Regions from separate parts of the Mus musculus genome. Here region 1 is linked to region 2. The links are chromatin contacts, called in public Hi-C maps. All regions are on one chromosome and are shown on one strand. Each heading gives the region's core, a stretch centred on a gene start, on an enhancer-like site or on the middle of the called end of the contact. The rest is flanking DNA. Distances are from core to core; before and after follow the strand shown.

Region 1 (3,367 bases), core at 213-2,712, 77 kb after region 2:
GTGCCAATGGGGCCCAGTTTTCTCCAATTGCTAATGGCTTCCTGTCTCTATCTCACCCAAGTAAAGGAACATGTTGGCTAAGGCAGAAACCTACGAGTGAATCAATTTATTTTTATTTTTATTTGAGGGCTGGGTGTTTTGAGCTTTTTTCCTCGAATCACCCTAGAACAAAATCTGTCAATTGTTGAAAAGTTTTAGGGATAGGACAAATTCCAATCCCCATATCCCTACTTGTGCCTTTTAATGAAGACTCAAATCTCAAAAACACATACTCAAATTGCTTCTTGAAAAATTATATGGGTGTCAGCCTGAATTGATTTCCAAGTCACCTGCTAGCCTGTCTCTCAGCCCTTTCAATGTAGGGCACCTTTCTACGCCTCTGTATAGAGAAAAGCAAGCTTCATTTCCCCAAGTTGGTCCCTAGCCCTGTCTCCATTTTCCCGGTTTCTGGAAAGGATGGGTGGCTTGGTAGAGGTTATGGAGTTGGCCTTCCTGTCCCTAAAAGCTAGAGGTGATTGTCTTTAGGGCCATATAATTCTGTCCTCCTGAGCCATTCAAACACATGTTTTTAGGGTGACACATGGCCTCTTGGATTTCTGCCTCCTTAAGTGCCTCACGTGGTTCATGCTGTCACCTTCATTTGTCAAATGACTCAGTGACAAAAGAACAGAACAAAAACTCACTTTTCAAAAGGTTCCCCTGCCTCCCTGCTTAGAACTTGGGCAAACTGCTCTCTGTCCTCTTTACTGATCTTCACCCACCTGGACCAGCTACCTTGTCCTGTGTTATCTCTGGTGAGTGTCTCTAGGAACTAACAGAACACTCCATTTCCTAGGTACCCACACTAGTCCTAAATAATAATCCCAAAAGATTATCCAAGGACCGTCCCAAGCTTGGAATCTCATCTAGACCCACAGGTTCCTCTTTCACTGACAGTGCCATCCTTAGGTTTGTTTTAGAGAAACTACCCCGAAAACCTGGCCCTTCCTCCCTTCCTCCTTCCCCATTCCCTCCCTCCCTTTCCCTTCATGTCCCCCCTCTTCATTCTACTCTTGGGGTCTTACTGTAATAATGCAATGGGGTACAGGACTGTTTAAGGTTCAGAGAAACCCTCAGGAAAAGAAAAGGACATTTGGTTATAGAATCCATCAAATCCAGAATGGCCATCTAGGTCCTCGCTGGTGGGCAGCTGGTTAGACAATGGGGAAGACGAAATCCTGTTAATTCAACAGAAAAATGCAAACAAGACCTTGAATTAACAAACCTCGGCTTATCTGATATTTTTATTAATGAGTATTAGAGTATCTACTTGCCTCAAGAGATACAGGCGTTTAAATAAACAAATATCAGATGAATCAATACTTGAGAGGTTGTATAATGATCCTCCCCCTCCCCCCAAGCCTCTTCCCTCTTACTCACTTCTGGCATGGTGCCAGAGCCCAGCCGCTGGGGGCGGGGGAGTCTGTGAGTGTGCCTCTGCCGTGTACTAACCCTGGTCTTTTCCCTCTCTGCCAGTACACCTCTAAGTTACTGTCTTGCAAGGTGACTTCCGAGGTACTTTTCAAACTTGTCTGTCTGCGTCCTGATGCATGCTTGATCTTGGTGCACGCGGTTGTGGTTTGCTGTCTCATGCTGTGTTCAATAAGAATGTCAAGAAAAAGCCTCCTCTCCATGTGTGTTTTCTGCCTGACCTTTCTGAATTGGGGAACTGACTTAAATATTGGTGTCCAGATGATAATGAACACCGCTGTGCTGTGCTGTGCTGTGCTGTGCTGTGCTGTGCTGGGACGTGGGGTTGGAGAAGACCTTGGTCACCCAAGGGTCTGGAAGATGTTGAACTTGAGGGCAACTATTGACAGACTGTGTGGATTCTTGTAGTTTCTTCAGGCACAGGTAGCAAATGAGTTCTAGTCTGGTTAGCAAGCAGTGCCACCCGTACAGGCCAATCTTGTGATTTTTGACTAGTCCTTTATTAACCTTACCACAATTCCCAGAGAGCTCTGCACTATGGACTGAGGACAACTTATTTCAAAGGCAAACCATCCCAGTCCCTCTTCCCTCCTCCCTCCCTCCAGTCTTAGGACCTGTATTTCTGTTCTGGAAGCTCAGCTAAGCAGCGGTCTTTCCCCAAACCTCCTCTTTCCCCATACAAGTTCCATTAACATAGATTTCACAAATATATGTGCTCTGAGAATGCAATACTTGTGTGGCTGGAGAGATGGCTCCGCAGTTAAAAATTCTTCATGTTCCTGCCAAGGACTAGGGGAGTTTGATTCCTGGCACCAAAAACATCTGGTGTGTCACAATCACCTGTAACATTAGCTCCAAAGGTTCTGATGGCCTCTTCTGGCCTCGGTAGGAGTACCTAGGTAGATAGGTACTCTCACACACCCACACACATGGATTGGATCCAGGGCATATACATATATATTTGAAAAAAAATTTTTTTTAAATGTAAAGCCAAGCATGGTGTCACATGATTATAATCCCAGTGCTTAAAAGACACAGGCAGGAGGATCCCTGTGAGTTCAAGGTCAGCCTGGTCTACATAGTGAGTTCTTAGACAACCAGAGCTGCACAGAGAAACCTCGTCTTTCCCCAACACCAAATTAAACATGTAAAGTATTGTATGTCTACACACATAAATGCATGCACACATACATATAGACACACATACATATATACACACATACATGTATACACATATACACATACACATGTGTGCCTAGGACTGAATCCAGGGAAATGTCGGGCAAGCACTGTCTAGATAGTTTTAGTTCTATTTTTATTCCTTTTCTTAAAAAAGTTTTTTTTTTTTTTTTTCTGGGGTTGGGGATTTAGCTCAGTGGTAGAACACTTGCTTAGCAAGCGTAAGGCCCTGGGTTTGGTCCTCAGCTCTGGAAAAAAAAAAAAGTTTTTTTCTTTTTTTCAACGTTGTTTTTTTCTGTAAGAAAGCACAACACTTTATATTTTTATTTCTGCTGTACTGAATTTGTATTTCAGAAGAACTGTTTCAAGTGTACAGAATTGTACAGAAAACTGTTCATCTACACAGTTCATAGTTTATGGAGAATCAGGCCTGCATCAGGCACTATAGCAGAGTTGAGAAGGCAGCAGGCACACGCGCTCCTGAAGGCATGGAGCCCAGCCTGCAGGTTCCCCTGCCTTAGGATGGCAGCATCTGCCCCTCTCACTGCCCCATTCCTGTAATTCCATAGCATTCAAGGGATGTTTCTCCGAGAATTGAATGTGGCAGATCCAATTCAAGCCCTCTTGTCACTTCTCCCAGTTCCCACTCCTCTGTGTGTCACTCTTTATCTCCTCTGAGGGGGGGTCTCAATTAATGCAGTGGCATTTGTGTTTGTGC
Region 2 (3,223 bases), core at 596-3,095:
CAGTAGGTGTCCAGACGGGATGGAGGGACCCACAGAAAGGACTGATCTTGGCACGCGGAGACTGTACACTCAGTGACAAGGGTTCTGGGCTGTCTTCATTCCCTGGGAGACTGTGTTCTTTCTGTAGCCACGTGCATTTTCTTTCTGCTGAGTGTTGGGGCCACATCCATCAGTACCCCCTCTTGACAGGTAGGGATCCCCAGAGAGGCTGTGAGCAAACGGCCTGCCAAGCTGCGCTGTACCTTGAGCCTGGGTCTCTGACACTTGGGGTGGGGTCTTCCTTTCATGATACTGGCTTCCTGTTTCATAACTCCTCGTACTGGAAGTCCAAAACTTCTTGGGCCAGGGTTGAGCCAACCCTGCCCTCTTCCTCCTGTTAAGGCTGGATTCGACCAGGCTTCTGGTGCTGCTTCTGCAGAAAGTCAGGCTGTGGTTATTGGGTTCTGTTGTCAATGTGTTGTCTGGAGATGGCTTTAGCTTCGCTGTTGGACACAGCTTTACCCCTAGACAATGAACAGATGAGCATGTTTGGCTATATCTCAGTAGAGCTGAGGCGGCCACTCGGCTGGGCTCAAATGCTAGGCTGTGGATATCAACTCTGGTCCTCACAGAGCAGCGAGCAGCTTAGGCCTGTTATGTGGCCTTGGTTACTGTGTACAGAAAACACGAGAATGTCTAAATGCCTCTTTTTCCTATGAAGAATCATCCTGAAGTTAAGAGTGCTTCTATTTAAAAGATGATTAGTGAGAGGAACTCATTTTTAAAAAGATTTATTATTTTATTTATATGCATGTTATACAGCTACACACATTTATGAATTACATGTGTGTGCATGCAGGTACCCACGGAGGCCAAAGGGTGTTGGGTCCCCAAAACTGGAGATACAGATGGTTGGGAGCCACCTGGTATGGGTGCTGGGGACTGAACCCATGTCATCTGCGAGAGCTGTTAGCACTTTCTGCTGAGTTCTTGTTTGTTGTAGCCTTGGTTGTCCTGGAACTTGCTGGGTAAACCAGGCTGGCCTCACAGAAATGCACCTGCCTCTGCCTCCCAAATGCTGGGATTAAAGGCATGTGCCACCACACCCAGACCCCCTGTGTATTTTTTTAGATAGACTCTCTTGTAGCCCAGGAAGTTGTGGGCTAAGAATGGCCTTAAACTTCCCTTCCTTTGGCTTTCACCTCTGGGACAGAGAGCTGGGATGACAGACACACAGCACCACACCTTGGATATCAGGTACTAGACATCAGCCCTAGGGACTCACACATGCTAGGAAACACTTGACCCTTGGTAAATTAGTACGTCAGACTGCTCTGGAATTGAAGATTATCCTCCTGACTCAGCCTCCCAAGTGTTGGAATTACAGGCATTCCACTCTGTGCTAGTCAGTTATTTAAGAATTTAAATTCTGAGAGGTTGGGCGTTGCCAGGGAGTAGAGGCATAAACCATTATGCCCAGCCAGGAATTTAAATTAAATTTTTTTTCTTTAATGATATTTTGCAATATCATTGAAAATAGCTTGGGAAAGAGTTTGTATTCTCAATAGTAGATGAAAAATTATTTTTAAGTATTCTCAACTTCCCATTTGTAATTTTATTTTGTTCTCATGCACAGGGGATAATTTTCAATTAAACTCTCTCTGCAGATGTGGAGAGCTTTTCTTTTAATTAGGAAGACATCTCAAATGCCTCTCACTTCTATCTTTGTGCCAGTGTTAGCTTGGATCATTAAAAAAAAATGGCCGAAGGTATATTTATTCTTCCAAAGGTCAGCTACCACCCTGTACAGTGTAGACAAGAATCAACACGTGGGTGTGCATGCAGTGTTTGCTTCAAGAACATTCTTCTGGGCAGTGGTGGCCTCCTAACCCCTTGGCCAAACTGCATTTAGCTGTATCTTGTTTACAAAAGTGTTCAGCAATAGCAAGTGCACATGACCACTGATTTTAGGAAACATTCATAACTCATTTTAACATTGCCCGAACAGTATGACCTCACCTGTTTTCAAAATCGGTACTCTGTCGCCTTCAGTAATTATTCTACGTTAGCCTGCCAAAAGGTACTTCCCACTTGCAGATCCTAATGTAGTGCTTTGAAAGGCTTCATAACGTGCTCAACAATTCAGCTGGAAGGGAGCAAATGTCACTTTCTGACGGACGGGCAGCATGAGGTTTAATCTTCAGACTAGAGCATTAGCGGCTGAGGAGGTAGCTCAGTAGTGGAACATGAGCCTAGTAGATAGACGTGAGGTCCAGCAACACACACCCCCACACTCCCACACACACACACACACACTCACACACACACATACACTCCCCACACACAAACCTAGAAAACCTAAAAGAAATTAAAATGTAAACTATTAGGTAATCCCAACTTCTGGGCTTTTCTTTTAGCCCAGGCTGCCCTCAAACTCTCTTTGACTCTTTGAATCTCTCTCTCTCTCTCTCTCTCTCTCTCTCTCTCTCTCTCTCTCTCTCTCTCTCTCTCTGGTTTTTTCAAGTCAGGGTTTCTCTGTGTAGCCCTGAATGTGATGTCCTGGACTCACTCTGTAAACCAGGCTGGCCTCAAACTCAGAAATCCGCCTGCCTCTGACTCCCAGGTGCTGGGATTAAAGGCGTGTGCCACCACTGCCCGGCTTCTCTTTGGATTTCTTATGCTCCTGCTGGAATTATAGGCATGTGTCACCACACTCTGTTTATATGGTGCTAAGGATCAAACATGCTAAGAAGGCTCCCTTCCCTTGTGCTACCCCCAGCTATGCAGTTGTTTTCTGAGATTGTTATTGTACATTTACCACTGTCTGTTCCTGTTGCTGAGTGGTGTGTGTGTGGGTGTGTGTGTGGGTGTGCGCGCGCGCAGTGGTGGTGGTGGTGGTGGTAATGGAGCTCCCATCACACAACTGACTCTGTTCTCAGCTTGTCACATTCAGTTTTGTGAGCATCCATCCAACAGCCATGCTGGCCTTTGAATGAGCCTGCTCTGGGGACTCCTGTGTCACAGATATCAGCACCCTACCCACTATTTGAAGACCACACCTCATAAGGAGACTTATGTGGGTGGTGCCAATGGGCAGAGGAGATGTGGACATCAACATGTTCCATTTTACTAAGGGCGTGGGAAATAAAGATGGAGGGGGGAGCCATTCATCCTATCAATTTTCATCTTCCTCCATGTGACTTACTCTGTAGAAGATGCTCATATGATGTATCTAACTGCTCTG

The links. Hi-C and Micro-C count contacts between places; a contact is called where the count stands out from the background.
Region 1: a Hi-C map of liver shows a contact between it and region 2, with 2.3 times the contacts expected there. The contact joins two enhancer-like sites. A contact is called at or near these places in 9 of 39 promoter capture datasets (the C10 cell line, cranial neural crest, embryonic stem cells and 5 more), 4 of 15 datasets of contacts at CTCF or cohesin (CD8 T cells, the NIH/3T3 cell line, large pre-B cells and 1 more), 22 of 484 Hi-C or Micro-C datasets (B cells, CD8 T cells, the CH12 cell line and 11 more), 7 of 115 datasets of contacts at active chromatin or transcription factors (CD8 T cells, bone marrow-derived dendritic cells, bone marrow-derived macrophages and 3 more) and 1 of 9 other capture datasets (embryonic stem cells).

What each region holds. Positions count from the first base shown.
Region 1 is chr4:57,884,774-57,888,140 of GRCm38.p6, forward strand. It overlaps Pakap (paralemmin A kinase anchor protein), which reads left to right. Exons shown (of 11, transcript NM_001384150.1): 10 at 1,516-1,554. Among named protein-coding and RNA genes, the nearest start is that of Gm26138, 9.0 kb to the left of the region's middle. Within about 2 kb of position 1,463, at least 23 of the 459 cell types and tissues checked have an H3K27ac peak or open chromatin away from gene starts, as enhancers often do. A contact at or near this core is called in CD8 T cells and liver, where this site is marked.
Region 2 is chr4:57,807,831-57,811,053 of GRCm38.p6, forward strand. All of the region lies in intron 7 of Pakap (paralemmin A kinase anchor protein), which reads left to right. Among named protein-coding and RNA genes, the nearest start is that of Gm35099, 54 kb to the left of the region's middle. Within about 2 kb of position 1,846, at least 10 of the 459 cell types and tissues checked have an H3K27ac peak or open chromatin away from gene starts, as enhancers often do. A contact at or near this core is called in CD8 T cells and liver, where this site is marked.